Regions from separate parts of the Triticum aestivum genome. Here region 2 is linked to region 1. A link is a contact called in public Hi-C data. All regions are on one chromosome and are shown on one strand. The core of a region is the stretch at or near the end of the contact, and the rest is flanking DNA. Distances in the headings are between cores, read along the strand shown.

Evidence for each region. A called contact is a pair of places that touch in the nucleus more often than the background predicts.
Region 2: a Hi-C map of leaf shows a contact between it and region 1, with 8 times the contacts expected there. The contact joins the promoter of LOC123150991 here to the promoter of LOC123150984 in region 1. A contact is called at or near these places in 1 of 5 Hi-C or Micro-C datasets (leaf) and 1 of 1 datasets of contacts at active chromatin or transcription factors (leaf).

The regions. Positions count from the first base shown.
Region 1 is chr7A:221,103,555-221,111,517 of IWGSC CS RefSeq v2.1, reverse strand. LOC123150984 (probable amino-acid acetyltransferase NAGS2, chloroplastic) reads left to right here and starts at 4,908. Exons shown (of 10, transcript XM_044570781.1): 1 at 4,908-5,439; 2 at 6,450-6,537; 3 at 7,147-7,355. The coding sequence starts at 5,074.
Region 2 is chr7A:221,399,316-221,407,278 of IWGSC CS RefSeq v2.1, reverse strand. LOC123150991 (F-box protein At-B) reads right to left here and starts at 5,184. Exons shown (of 4, transcript XM_044570787.1): 1 at 4,903-5,184; 2 at 4,608-4,813; 3 at 3,322-3,421; 4 at 1,562-3,094. The coding sequence starts at 5,121. The coding sequence ends at 1,754. It overlaps LOC123150993 (COP9 signalosome complex subunit 6), which reads left to right. Exons shown (of 9, transcript XM_044570789.1): 9 at 1-2.

The DNA.
Region 1 (7,963 bases), core at 3,659-6,158:
GAGTGCTCCTCACACAGAGTGGTTCGAATCTGACTTGATAAAACTTTGTGATGTAGCATGAATAGAGTTTGAGACAAGAAAAGCATAGATAGCTAGAGGGAGTTCTTAGGCATTCTTGTCCATCCATTTGGTAAAAGAGAAAAGGCCAAACAATCAAAGCAACAAATGGATGTCCTCGAATGAGTAAAATATGCAACCAACATGCTCACACAATAAGATGGCAAAAGAAATATGTGACGAAGCATGCACAAACACTCTAGCATCTATCAAGCAATTGGCGATGACTAGGTGATCTATATATAAGTATATTGACTTAGGAGTCAAATGAGAACATTTGATCATAGGTCATACTCATCGTTTAAGCACAAGTGGGGTTACCACTTTTACATAGAGCATTGTTGTACTCACACCATTAGAGTTGCTTTAACTCAATTGATTAGAGTAAAGCTCCCGCTAGATGTGATATCCCCCCTAAGAGGGATCAACTAACCTTGGGTTTTGTCGATGATGACTTCGTGTAGGTGTTGAAGATGTGGATTCTCAATGTTGATGTAGATCATTCGGAGCAATCCTTTGGAATGAGTTGCAATTTCAATACCTACATGGGTTAGTCCTACAAGGAACAAATAAGGATATCCATAGACATAGAGTGATGTGTACACAAGATGATGTCCATGGAAGCATTAGGTTACCTTGTCCCTTGTCTTACCAACAAGAGGGTTTGTGACTCCTTGAACTAGTGCAAGATATGAAAGTTGTTTGCACTTGTCCTTGCCAAAATGATATGAGTGAAGTATGTTGGCGGAGTCACCCTCAAGAACTCTCTAGTTCTTTTTCTTCGGGATCCACACCATCTTGATGGGAATCCTTGGAGTTGTAGTCATACTTGATGAAGTAGAACTTGATGTAGTCTTGGTAACCCACTTGACTAAGGCTTTGGGAGCTTCCTCGAATGCATCAATCTCCTCTTGAAGCTTGTCCTTGCCTTTTTGCTTGTGGTCTTGTGGTGGAAGATCATCTTGAGATTGTATTCCTTTGAAAGAAGTAGGATCATACTTCTCTTGTTAAGGAACAAACTTCGTCTTGGGGTATTGATCTTCTTCCCACTCAACTCCATTGGCATTGAACTTTCGTTCAAAACCAACACCTTGATTCTTCCAGTGTCTTCCTTGCTTGCGTACAATTTCCTCAAATTGCTTACTTCCGGCAAGGCTCTTGTAAACACCTTTCTCTATAATTCCATTCAATACGCTATTTTCTTGGTCAAGTGTAACTTGGCTAAGAGAATCATTAGTGGAATCAAGAGAGCTACTAGAAGCAACAACATTGGATTTAGCATGATTGTTGTTACTACTAGATGTAGAATCTTTCTTGTTCTTGTTACTAGATTTAACTTGTGGCATGTAAGTAGACAAGAGTAAACACTTGGCAATGTAAGAAGAACTTTTCTTGCGAAGATCATCATTGATTGCCTTTAAAAACTCATGTTCTTGCTCAAGGTTGAGCTTTTCAAAGCGTAGCTTATCATGAGTCTTTAAAAGTTCTCGATGATCTTCCAAGATAGTTTCATGAGCTAACTTAAGAGTGTTTAGTTCTTTAGTTAGGCGCTCAATCTCCTTCTTATCATTGTCATTCGTTTTATCTTGATTATCATGATTAATAGCAAGCTCATCATAGTTTTCATAACTAGAGTTGTCAACAAGTAAATCATCATCTCCTAGCAAATCATCTTCATCACTATTGAAATCAACATACTCGGGGTGTGTTACCTTTGGACCTTTAGCCATGAATCATCTCCCAATTCCTTCATTTGGTGAGTCAAATATGTCGAAGGAGTTGGTTGTCACAAGTGCTAGTCCGGCAACACCTTCATCTTGAGTATATTCGCAGTCGTAGTGATAACTTCTTTCGGAGTGATTGTCGGAGTCGAAACCGGATACCCATTCACCAACATGAACTTGATGTCTTCTTTTTGTGTAGCTTCTTGATGACTTGTCCTTCCTTTCCGAGTCCTTACTTCTCCGAGATGGTCTTCGTTCATAACGATCATCTGTACTCCTTTCTCTTGATGGTGATTCTTCTCTTCTACTTCTTCTTTTGTAGGGAGAATCTTCTCTTCTTTTGTAGGGAGCCGTACACTCATTGGAATAGTGTCTGGGTCTTCCACAATTGTAGCAATTGCGCTCACGACTAGAAGATCTTTTGTCATTGTAGGACCTTGACTTGGAACTTCTTTACTTGCTTCTACTCTTGTAGAACTTGTTGAAGTTCTTCACCATTAGACTCAATTCTTCATCGAAGGTTTGCTTCTCACTTGATGATGTGGGAGCATTACATGAGGCTTTGTAAGCACCACTTGACATGTTGTGAAGCTCTTCCTTATCCTTGAGTGACATCTCATGAGCAACAATTCTTCCAATAACTTCCGTTGGCTTGAGATCTTTATAATTGGGCATCATTTGGATCAATGTGCACATGGTATCATATTTCCCATCCAAGGCTCTTAGGATCTTCTTGATGATGAATCTATCGGTCATCTCTTCACTTCCTAAGCCGGCAATCTCATTTGTGATGGAGAGCAAGCCTAGAGTACATTTCAGCGACACCTTCACCATCCTTCATTTTGAACTTGTCAAGCTGACTTTGAAGCACGTTCAATTTGGATTCCTTGACAGATTCGGTACCTTCGTGCATATCAATCAAAGTATCCCAAATTTCCTTTGCATTCTCAAGACGGTTGATTTTGTTGAATTCTTCGGGGCATAATCCGTTGAAGAGAATATCACAAGCTTGAGCATTGTATTGTAGCATTTTCAACTCTTCCACGGTAGCTTCACGTTTTGGTTCTTTCCCATCGAAGAATTCACCTTGCAAGACAATACACACAATAGCCCAAATGACGGGGTTATTGCCAAGAATATGCATTATCATCTTATGCTTCCAACTAGCAAAATTTATACCATCAAAGTAAGGACCTCTACGGTGGTAATTTCCCTCGCTAGACGCCATACTCTCCTAGGTTGTGAAACCAAGGCTATGACCACCAAAAGCTATGGAAATCAAAGCAAATGGAGACCAAAGCTCTGATACCACTTGTAAGATCGAAAGTATGTCTAGAGGGGGGGATTAGACTACTTGACCAAATAAAAATCTAGTCTTTTCCCAATTTTAGTTCTTGGCAGATTTTAGCAACTTAGCACAAGTCAAGCAATCAACCTACACATGCAATTATAAGAGTATAGCAGCGGAAAGTAAAACAATTGCATATGAAGGTAAAGGGAGGAGTTTGGAGTGTGCAAACGCAAATTGGAGACACGAAGATTTTTGGCGTGGTTCCGATAGGTGGTGCTATCGTATATCCACGTTGATGGAGACTTCAACCGACGAATGGTAACGGTTGCGCGAGTCCACGAAGGGCTCCACCCACGAAAGGTCCACGAAGAAGCAACCTTGTTTATCCCACCATGGCTGTCGCCCATGAAGGACTTGCCTCACTAGGGTAGATCTTCATGAAGTAGGCGATCTCCTTGCCCGTACAAACTCCTTGATTCAACTCCACAATCTTGACGGAGACTCCCAAGTGACACCTAACCAATCTAGGAGACACCACTCTCCAAGAGGTAACAAAATGGTGTGTTGATGATGAACTCCTTGCTCTTGTGCTTCAAATGATAGTCTCCCCAACACTCAACTCTCTCTCTCACAGGATTTGGATTTGGTGGAAAGATGATTTGAGTGGAAAACGACTCGGGGAAGGCTAGAGATCAAGATTGGCGATCCTTGTTCGGTGACGGTGAATGTTGGTCGGGGTGAAAATCTGCTCTATCTTCGGTCGGATTGGCGATGACGTAGATCGCTCCCTTCTTGAAGGCGTCGTCGCGATTCTCATTGCCCGTCTTGTTGCTCCAGGGAAAACTCTGATCCTCGGATCGGGCGGTGGCGGTGCTTCGGTGTCGTATCCTTCATGAAGGCGCCGCCTTGAAGCCCAAGGTTCGTCATATGCGGCTTCACTTCTTCGCGATGGCGTGTTCACGGTTGAAGCTTTCCGGTGACCCTTATTAGGGATTGTGCTGTTGTGCTCAACATTTATGTATTATGTCTTGGATGTGTGTATTGTGGATGAGTGCGGTTGTACCAGACATTGATGATCATGACTTTATATATAAAACGGGACGAAAACCTTTTTCGACAATAATATCAACAATTGACCATGTCAATATACCCGTTAACCCTACCGGCGATGCGTCTGTGGATAAGCACGAGGGTCGGATCATACAAAACTTGTAAACGAGGGTCACATCAGTAGCGAATCTAGAATGAATTTGAAGGGCAGGCTTAACTTCAGTACACAGGCTGAAACTGGGTTATGATGGGCTGAAACTGGGCTGAGATGGACTGGGATAGGCTGGATTTTAATTTCGGAGGGCAGGCTTGAGCCCATCCAAGCCCGCCCCTTGGATTCGCCGCTGGGTCACATGGTCCTAAAATAAGACGAGACTAGTGATTTTGGCCCGGCATTCAGCTACGACGACCGAACGAGGGCTAGTGAGAAAGCCGTGCGGTGCACAAACGTAAAAGAAGGCAATTTGTCACGGTGACATGACCTGACCGGCCGCAGGCGTCGAGAAACCCGTATAATCGCATTCGTGGCCGCAGGATAATATAGTGAGTGAGTGCTGCTTCGGCCTGCCCCTTGCACGCGCGCAGAAGCCGCGCGTCTCCCACCTACCGCGAGCATGGTCACTGGCATTGGCTGACGCCGCCCCCGAGCCGAGACCAACCTCCACCAGACGCGAACGCCGCCGGCGCGGACCGTCGGATCACAGTCACCACCACGGAAGCAGACAAGAAGGCCCAAGCGTCAGTCAACACGACCCCGCGTATATATCCCACTCCCCCCACTTATTCCGAGCAAAACCCAAACCCAGACCCAAACCCCGTCTCCGCGCGCCACATCGCTCGCCGATCGCCGCTTCCAACTCTCTCTCTCTCTCTCTCTCTCTCTCTCTCTACATTTCGTCTCGCCGCGTACGGCCTGAGCGCCACGCCACGCCAAGCCAGCCCGCCGCACTCATGTACCATCCCCCGCTGAATCTCGCCCACCCCCCTCCGATGGCGGCGACCCGCACCGCCGCGCGCTTCGCCGACGAGCCCTCCAGGGCGCCGGCGGGGCCGACGCGGCCGCGGCCCGGGAGGGTCGCGATGCGCGCCCCTGAGTCACGGCGCCGGCGTGCGACGGGCGTGCGGTGCGGCGGTGGAGCGGGGTTATTCGGTGATGGGGCTTTGGGGGCTGGGGAGGCGGAGGCGGACGAAGGGGGCAGGTTCGTCGGGTGGTTCCGGGAGGCCTGGCCGTACATCCGGGGCCACCGGGGGAGCACCTTCGTCGTCGTCATCTCCGGGGAGGTCGTCGCGGGGCCCCACCTCGACGGCATTCTGCAGGTACCCGTCGCTCCCCCCCCCCGAATGGTCCCCCGTCCGCTTTCGCGGAAATGGATGATTCGCATTTCGGTGCTGTGGGTTGACACTTGACAGCGATTCTGCACGCGTGTTCGCCGTTTTGATCGCTTAGTTTTTGGTTTTGCCTCAAACGCCATTTTGATGGGATCGTTCAACAAGAGGGGGATTTTCGCAGATTTGTTCCGAATTCAGCATGCGCATGCCGAGTTAGGAATTCTTAAGAGGTTGGACGGTGGATCGCATAATCTTGCTGGACGTATTTGAAGAGAGTGAACTTCAGGCCATCTCCACGGCCTCGATTTTCCTATGTCATTGTTCGAGCTGGACAGCACACTTGCTTTCTTATAATAATTGCGCTGCAAAGAAGAGAGCAACGTCAAGAGAGAAACCGACGGCTGGTTGCGATATGAGTGGTCAAGCTAGTTTGATCTAAGTTCAAACCAGCTCTCCTCCTAAACTGATTTGTTGGAGAAGATAATAAATAAATTAACAGCGGCACGTTTACTTCATGTTAGTTTCATTGTGCCTAGCAGTCCTTGTCATCAAAACATTTCTGTTGAATATTGTTTTTAACAATATCTTGGATGGTGCGGACCCCAGAGAGAAAATGACCCAGTGTCCCGGTGTAAAACCACACATATTTTCCATCTGATAATGGGGTGGTGTCACTGTACATGAAAATTACCAAGAAAAAATCTTGCACCCGGGTAGCTGAGCCTGGGTTTGGATAGGTTGACCTGCTCCTCCTTCTAAAACAAGATTTATAAATAATAAAGATTTTCTGAGGTGTTACCTTTCATGAACCCTGGTCCATGACATTACCATAATGGCTTAACCAGTGTTCATTGGCTGAAATGACAGTTCACTAAAGGTGTAGTTCTGTGTTAATTTAAAGAGCGTAGTTTTGTTGAAATTTCCTTTAAAATGCATTTTTATATACTTTTGACAACTTATGTGTAGTTCCATAATATTGACGTCACTTCAACATGCAGGATATATCGCTTCTACATGGTCTTGGGATCAAATTTGTTCTTGTTCCTGGAACACATGTTCAGATTGATAAGCTCTTGGCTGATAGAGGTTAGCTGAAGATTTGCGCTTTTTTACTCTTTTATATGCTAAAATGCTTTGAAAAGATACGTCTTTTTTTTGTATAATGAACGTCCACACTATTGAAGTTGCCTGTGTTTGACCCTATTTGTTTATTTGTTTTTTTTCCTATATGCCGTATTTGATACGTATTTGGCAGCATATAAGGAAAGTGGGGTGCTTATTTGGGATAAGCATCGCTGAGTGAGTTCTGGATGAAGATTACATATAGACGAACATCCTGATTTTTGTTTTGCGTATATATAGGATATCGAGGGAGATGTATCCAGTCAGTTTAATAGCATAAGTATCGGGTGCATTCCGGTCATAGTTTGTCTCATCTCATCTATGGTTTTTCTATTTTTCGGTTCAGCACACACTTTTGGAAATGGAGATTAAGTATTGAAGTCATTTCTTGGTTCTTGTAGTGTTGATGGTTGGCGAAGTACTGCAAGTAAAAGCTACATAACCAGTGCTGTACTTTGTATTGATGCCGTGGTTGATGATTTGTCTTTGGACATATCTTTTCTTTAAATAGTATTGGTGATTGTACTACATGTTAGCATGGTGGTGAAGGAGCTCACTTTATGAATTTCTCAGGAAAGAAGGCCAATTATGGTGGTCGTTACCGTATTACGGATTCTGATTCATTAGATGCTGCGATGGAGGCAGCTGGCAGAATACGCCTTACTATAGAAGCAAAGCTATCTCCTGGTCCCCCAATGTTAGATCTTCGTCGACATGGTGTTAATGGTCGCTGGCACGAAATCTCCGACAATGTTGCTAGCGGAAACTTCCTGGGTGCTAAGGTTAGCATGGCATACTATACTGGTTTTCGGTACCATATCGGTTTCATCTATTTCTAGATGCAATTTTTTTACTAAGAGTAGTGAAAGGCAGATATAGGGGACCCATCTGACGTTTGAAAGATTAACCCTGAAAGTTGGAGGCGTATTCTTAACTTATTTTTGGCAAAGTGGCCACTGCAAAGTGTAGAGGCCAGTTGGCGAAGTGGCGTTAAGCACCCCTAGTGGTACACGAGGGGCTGTTAGCTTATTTTCAAATAAGTATGACTGTCCAATGATAGATGCAGTTGAAAGGGATAATATGCCAATGCACACATCGACTGTACATCAGATCAGACATAACTTAATAACTAACCGAACCGCCAAGTCACACATCAGATGGTACATAAGATCAGACATAAAATAACTAACTGGACCCATCGGGAGGTATTAATATTATGTACTTATATGAGTGTCAAGTTTTGGAATTTGGAACTACTTAGGTAAAGCTTAAAATTAAGATTATGAACCTCTATGTGGCATCTTTTTTCTTTTGCTTGTCTTGAGATAATAATGTTTGAGTGGGTTTGTGAACTTGTTCTGAAATGGCGAACTGAAATACCTCTCTCTTC
Region 2 (7,963 bases), core at 3,935-6,434, 300 kb before region 1:
CCTCAAACTGTGTCACTATTATTTGTTTTATTGAGGTATTTGGTACCGCATGTCCATGTATACACATGGCCCACCACTGCTTGAAACAAGGGTTTGAGTCCAATCCATCTTGGTTCAAGGTTTACGAGTCGACGAGTCGTTCCGAGGTAGAGACTCATAGACTAATCGACTAGTGCTAGACTAGTCGACATGGTACTGTAGTACTCAGCTACTAATACCTAGTGGTAGTATGTAGTATATACTAACAGTACAGTATGCAATAAAACCAGCCACCGTCTAAATCATTGAGCTATGCAGTGTTCTGGGCCCAAGTGGGTATGGAATGGGACCAGCCACTGTCTAAATACTAGCCCAGCACCACGCATCACCCCCAGCTGGCCCATTTGGGCCCAAATGGCCAGCCTACTTAGCCCCCAGCCACTGGAACCCTAGCTCCCGACCTCTCCAATCGCCGCCGCCAGCGCCATCACGCACGAGAGCAGGCGCGCACGCGACCCGCGCCTCCTGCCGCCTTCCGCCGGTCCCGGCCGCTGCCGCCGGCGAGCCCGCCGACCACCGCCATGCCTCCTCCTTTCCTCTCCTCTCTCTCTCTTCCTTCTCTCCCGTCTCAAGGCCGCGTGCCCCTACGGGTCACGGCCATGGCCGCCGCCTGAGCACGAGCTCCGGCTGGCCGCCGCACCTGGCTGCGCCATCCGCCGTCCCTGCGGTGGGTGGCGGCGGCGGCGGCAGGGCAGTGGGTGCTGGCGGCGCCTCGTCCCAGCTGAGGCAGCTCTCTTTTTTGAGTCGCTCGACTCATATATGTCGACTAGTCCAGACTAGTCGTCGACTAGTCCAGACACGGCTCGACTCGTATTTGTAGTCTACACGAGAAAATGAGTCGACATCCACTCTGCGACTCGTAGACTAGTCGAGCGACTAGTCTAGACTAGTCGTTCGACTCGTAATCACTGTCTTGGTTGGAGACATACGGAATTCGTTTCTTGGTAGTGTTCACAGCTCGCTAAGCATCCGATTAAGTTTTGCTCTCGTGGCTTAATCATCAACTGGGTGTGTCATCATCACGCAGAGAAGGGTCGTGGCACTGGTCGGTACAGTGCATGTGGCGCCGCCAGTCCTTCAGGGTGGGATGACAATTGAGAACGTTTTTTATAGCAAATTATATTGTCGTGAGGATGCCAATTTTTTTTTTTTACGAAAAACAGTACTGTAGCGGACCATGCTCGGCCAATGCAAATTACCATCAAAATTGTTCGCAAATGCCTCGCTTAGTAAAATTGCCATGCTTGCCCAACACAACTTACCATCAAAACAAAATCATTCGCAAATGCCATCCCTACTAGCGAAGTCATATCATTGGCACCGCTTCTTTGGTGTGCTGTGATGAACTGATGAGCGAGATTTTAACGGTTGTTTTCTTGTGGCTCGTAACAGCCTAATCCGTTGCTGACCGTATTCAGCTTTCCTCGCCCAAAAAATATAAAATAGAATTTGAAAGCTGCATTTATCTAAACTCCTAGACAGATCCATCCGTTCATTACAATACAACATGAGAAAACCAAAGTCATAAGATACCAGTACAACATGTGAGAAAACCAAAGTCATATAAGATACCAGTACAACATGTGAGAAAACCAAAGTCAAAAGAATTACAACATGTGAAAACCAAACGGTCCAAAGAATTGTGTGTTACATAATGGAACAGAGCATTACAACACCAACAGGAATGTCACAAAAGAATGTTACATAATGCATATTACAGGGTGCGAACATCAGGATGGCACTGGTTCCTGCAACCCATCTCGCAGTTACTGCCACATATCGTCAGCCCTGGCTTCCGCTCCAGGATCTCTGCAACGGTCAGACTGCCCCCTCGACGCTCCAGCACGTTCTTCCCAACGCCGAGCCACCGCAGGCCTCGGAACAGCGGCGGGTCAACCAGCGGATCAAACAGCCTCAGGAAGTTGCGGGACAGCCTGGTACAGTAGGAGAGATCGAGCATTCTCAGGGTGCTTTTGCCAGAGCCATGCCGGTCCAAACCTAGAGTCTCGAGGCATGGATCGGTGATGAGGACGCAGTTTCGGAGGCACAGGCTGCTTATCCGCTCGCAGTTCTTGGCGATCAATGTGACGGCTCTACCCGATATCCTTGGTACGTTCCCAATGTCAAACGCGACCAAGGTTTTGTTGATGATGCCACTCCCACACAGCAATGAGGCTATGCCGTTGTTGGTGATCCTTCTGCAACTCCTCAAGCACAAGGAAGATATTGGGCAGCTCCCGTTACCGAGTGCTGACAGACCTGCATCGGTGATGTCAGCTCCGGCAAGGTCCAATAGTGTTAACTTGGAAAGCTGTGAGATGGAGGACAGGCCAGAGTCTGCAATGCTCCTGCAACCCGACAGATCAAGAACCTCCAAGTTGGTGCAGGATGAGAGAGATATTGCTGTCTCGCTGGTTAAGAGACCACAGGATAGCAATCTCACTTCCGTGATCTTTGTTGCTGCCTCATCAAGATCGAGGCACGTCAAGTCTGACAAACATGAGGCAGTACTGACCTCGAATTTCCTCAGGTCCTTGCAAGAGTGGAGAAGGGCTGCATATCCAGCATCTCTCACTTTAGAGAACCCACCAAGCCTAATGGTTTGGAGTTGCTTGCATCCTTCAGCAAGCATCAGTAGCCCAAAGTCGTTTACCCTTCTGAAGGTGGAAGAACAACCCTGCTTACCGCGTGTAAGAGATAAATGTGTCAAGTTCTGGCATAAGCCAAGCGCTTGCAGCCCAATATTGGTCAGATCATTGTCCAGATCTGCTTCACTTCCAGGGTTGTCTTCTAGGCAGAGCTCAAGTAAGTTTGAGAGACTTCTTGTGATGAAGGTAACAAGTTCATCCGTTATTATGTCCAGAACTAAAGACAGTGATTCTAGACTGTCACTGAAGGGTGTCTTCGCAGATGGGCTTATGGGAAAGAGTTTCTTTGCCTGCCAATTGGCCACAGGCATTAGCAATAGTACCTTGATGGTACTAGGTATAACAGGCACCAAAGAATCAAAATCAACAGAGCCTGGAGCTAGGAGAGGAAATTTCAGCGAAAGATTCTGCATTGATAGATTTGAAAAGACAGATTAGGCACAGGCACACAGCAACCAAATGAACTTATTCCAACAGCTAATTACTCAAAATCCATGGCTAATATTACTTAACCTTTTATATATATGCTTTAGTATTCAAAGGTTGTTTTTCTACTTAAACTGTACTCAAAAGCTACTAATCTAAAAAATCCAAACATGCAATATCGTGTTCATATGTGACAAAGACACCTCACCTCCAAGTAATCACATCCTTTGAACATGTGTGCTATGGATTTACGGCAGATCACAAAATGTTCACTGCCATTCAAGTTTGCCATCTCCAGTGTAATTGATCTGAATATAAATACAGTATGCTCAGACTTCCCACAATTTGGGTCAAGTTGAAAACAAATCATTTTTTAGAGAACAGAAACATAACCAATTACTATGCCAGGTACAAATCAAATATCCCCAATGCCCATCCCACCTGGACAACAATAAACCTTACAATGCAATAATACTAGGCAACAGTTCGTAGCGCCTAATCCAATTTCTCAAGAAATATACTGTTCTGAAATTAGCCTCCATGGCTTAGTGCCAATGCTACTTCCACAACTAATACCATGGCCGCTTGGTTCCACTAGTCACAGTACCAGCTCATGCAGCTTAGATATATGTAGGCCGATATATCAGTTTTGGGGCTCTACCGATGTAAACATAATATATCATTTTCACATATCATCCGATGTGGACCGAAATATTGACCAATATTGCCGATATCTGACGCGATGTGCCCATTGATATAGACCGGTAGGTAAGTCAATGAACACAATTATTTATCACAAACCAGTGATTTGTTAAATGTATTTACAACTTCATCGTACTAGCAAAGTCATGCGTAATGTTTTTTTTAAGGTTAGTCATGCGTAATGTTTGTAGAAACACATATATAAGTTATTGTTTTTAATCTTAGAGTGAGGATTTTGTGAATATGTCTTAAATAGTTTCTTAATTAACAAGTTCATAAACTAGGAATCTAAATTTATTATGCTAGATCATTAACACCATACATTTTGTTTTCGCTGTAAAAATATTTTTGAGGAATATTGAAAAAAATTCCATATATATTTTCTTCGATATATCTACATATCGTCCGATATACGACATCCGATATGTTCAAGCCCAACCGATACAAACCCAATATATGATATGTTGAACCTTGATTGACAGTGCTATTTGTTAACGAGGTTCAGCCAAAACCTACATCCCATGGGATCCCCTGATACTATCTGATATCCCAACAAACTCAATACCCACGAGAGACTCTGGTCAGAGACCACTCCCTCCGTGAACCGCGCCGGAGTCCATCTTGATTCTCTCAGTTACACACAACACTGCCCCTTGTACTTATTGAGGCCCCGGCTACTACGTGTTCTGACTCAAAATATGTTTTTTTAACCATATCAGCTAATACCACCACAAGTCCAACTGTAATCTAACCCGTAGCATAAGCAAACACGCAATTGCTGAAGAGGCATACCTCAAATTGGTGCACCTCTCGCCAATCACCACAAAGAGGTATGGGGAGAACGACGAGCACTTGAGCAGCGAGAGCTCGCGGAGGCTCTCCTTCGCAATAGCAGCGACCGCGGAGTCATTGAGTAGGCTGCAATTGATGGCGAGGCTGCGGAGCCTTCCATTACCGGCAAGAATCCTATTCGCGATAGCATTCGTCGGCGTAAACGCCTGCAACAGCGACCAAACCCCAGATTAAAGGGAGACCGTCTCTGGCGGTGGGCGGGGAGCGCGAGAGAGGGGGGAGCGACGAGGCTCACCGAGAGGTCTAGGGATGCGACGGAGGATAAGGCGGCACCGGCGGCGCCTCGGAGGGCGCGGCAGGATGCGGCGGCGGAGCAGGCGGCCTCTAGACCCACCCGGCCAACGACCTCCACCAGGAGCGCTTCGGGGAGGATGTCGACCAGGCCTCCTCCTCCGCTGCCGGAGGCCTCGCCGCCGCCCTGGCCGTCGCCGGCGGCGCGGGGCTTCTTCTCCATAGCTCCTTGCTTTCAGACCTAGAGTCAGATGCGCGGAGACCGTCCCTGGATATACCACCACGGCTCGCGGGCCCTCTGTGTTGGTATGACATGTGGGCCCTCTGCCGTCGTTCTATTTGGTTTTATTCTGCTACTGTTTTTTTTTTGAAACTGGAACACGTTGCATTCCAAAATTACGGTGGACCGACCAAATCGGCGGCCACAGCACGGGTTACATCGATGGGGAACTCCGAAAGCCAAATAGACTGGCCATTTGGTATGTTCCGATTGACAGAGGCAGCCAGCACATGCGCTGGCTTGTTACACTCTCTTGGCTGAAAAACTACAGAAGCAACTATAAACTCTTGTTGCATCTGGAACTTAGCTTCTCTAAACAGGACACCAAGGGGGTTGTGGTCTAACATCAAGAATGCAGTTGCTTGTTGCAACGGAAGGCAATCGGTCTGGAAAACCACCCTCCCCATTCCAACATGTACAACAACCTCGATTGCCTTAAGCAATGCAGCAGCTTCCGCGTGCATGGCATCCTGCATATGTTGTAAACCTCCTGCCGCAACTAAAATCATCTCACCATCAGAGTCTCGGGCAATGGCACCCCAACTCGCTGACCCTGTATCCACACGAAATGACGCGTTGAAGTTGATCTTAACATAGTCAGCAGACGGGGGTTCCAGCGGGCTGACGGCGTAGGCGAGCCCTGGTTCTTCTTCCCGAGGAATTCAGTCCATTCAGCCACATTATGACGCCCCTTTGCACCGAAAGCTTCCGGCGTTAACCTCTGTTTTTTATGATTAGCTTTATTCCTCTCAGACCACCATGACCACAGGAGGCTGGCCACTCTCAGTAGCAGATCATCAGGAAGTTTAAAGATAACCTCCAACATGGCTTGGGGGGATTGCATAGCCAGGAGATCCGTTCTGATATGATCAAGACCACATTCCCTCCACACCTTCTTCACTTCCTTGCATCGTAAGAATAGATGCCCTCCGTCCTCCGCAAACCGGCCACATAGGATGCAGGATGTATCAAGCTCAACTCCTAATTGTTCAACGTTGCGGAATAGCGGGTGACTATTCTGGGCCAGGCGCCACAGAAAATGATGCACACGTGCTGGGCATCGAAGTCGCCATAGTTTGTTCCAAAATCTTGCCGTATACTGACTTCCAGCAATATTCTCGCCTCTTTGCCTGGTACTCCGCTTCAGCTTCAGGTCCGTATACACCCGGTATGCAGAACGAACGGAAAATATACCTCTCTTATCAAAGTGCCAAGCCACAAAATCCTCATATTGGTCGCAGATGGGAATAGCCAGGACTGTACGTGCATCGGCCGGCGTGAAGGTTTGTGAGACTAGCTGTTGATCCCATCGGTTTGTCAATGGGTCAATGAGTTCAGACACTCTCGTTAGCAAGTGACCGCTCTGCAAAGTACTGGGCCTCCTCGTATCATTAGACGGTAACCACGGGTCGGACCATATGTGAATGTTCTCCCCCGATCCAACCCTCCAAATCATCCCGGCCTTGACAACCTCCAGACCCTGTAAGATACTACGCCACACATAACTCATCCCAGGTTTAGTCGAAGCATCCAGAATATCGCAATCAGGGAAGTACTTTGCCTTCAAAATTTGTGCACAGAGGGACTCCGGAGCCTAGATGAGTCGCCACACTTGACGAGCAAGCATGGCAATATTGAACGTATGCAAGTCCCTGAAGCCGAGCCCACCTTGGTCCTTCGGTAAGCACATCCTCTCCCAACTAATCCAATGATGCTTATGTTCCTCCTCCTGGTTAGACCACCAAAATTTGCACACCATGGCACTAATACTCTCGCAAAGCTCTTTAGTAAGATCAAAACAAGCCATCGCGTAAGTGGGGACAGCTTGAATGACGGTTTTTATTAGGATCTCTTTTGCAGCTTTCGAAAGCAACTTGATCTTCCATCCCTTTAGGATTTCCCATATTTTGTCGCGCAAGTACTCAAAGCACTTCTGGCGGGAACGACCCACATAGCTCGGCAGACCCAAGTATTTGCCATGCAAGCTTTCAGACCGAAGCCCTAAAGCATTTAGCAGAACATGTTTTTTTGGCCGAGGAAGTATTCTTACTGAAAAGGACAACTGATTTGTCTCGATTAATGACTTGGCCTGAACCCCGCTCATACACATGCAGGATGTGATTCACAGCCGCAATGCTTTCCGGGGTTGCCTCCAATAGTAACATCGAATCATCAGCAAAAAACAGGTGGCTAATGGGGGTGCCTGAGGCGCCAGCTGAATCCCCTTAATCTGCCCAGCCTGCTCTGCATGGTGCAACAAAGCTGACAGCCCCTCAATACAGATCAAGAATAAGTAGGGGGAGATGGGCTCGCCCTGACGGAGGCCCCGCTCCGGGATGACTAGGTCAGTGCAGGTTCCATTTATTTTGAAACTGAAACGGACCGATCTGATACATGTACTTATTAGCTGCACGAACTGTTCAGCGAATCCCAATTTCATCATCACCTTCTCCAGAAAGTTCCATTCAACGCGGTCATATGCTTTGCTCATATCCAGTTTCAACGCAGCATAAGCCGTGCTTCACGTCCGCTTCCTTTTCAAAAAATGCGTCATCTCATAGGCCAAAATAGTATTATCTGAGATTAATCGTCCCGACACAAAGGCACTCCGGTTTGGTGAAATAATCTCACCCAAAATGCACCTTAGCCGGTTTGCCAGGACTTTAGACACAAGCTTGTACACGACGTTGCAAAGGCTAATAGGGCGAAGATCCTTCAGATGTTCAGGGTTTTGAACCTTTGGGATAAGAACCACAAGGGTATCGTTCCATCCCTCCGGCATACT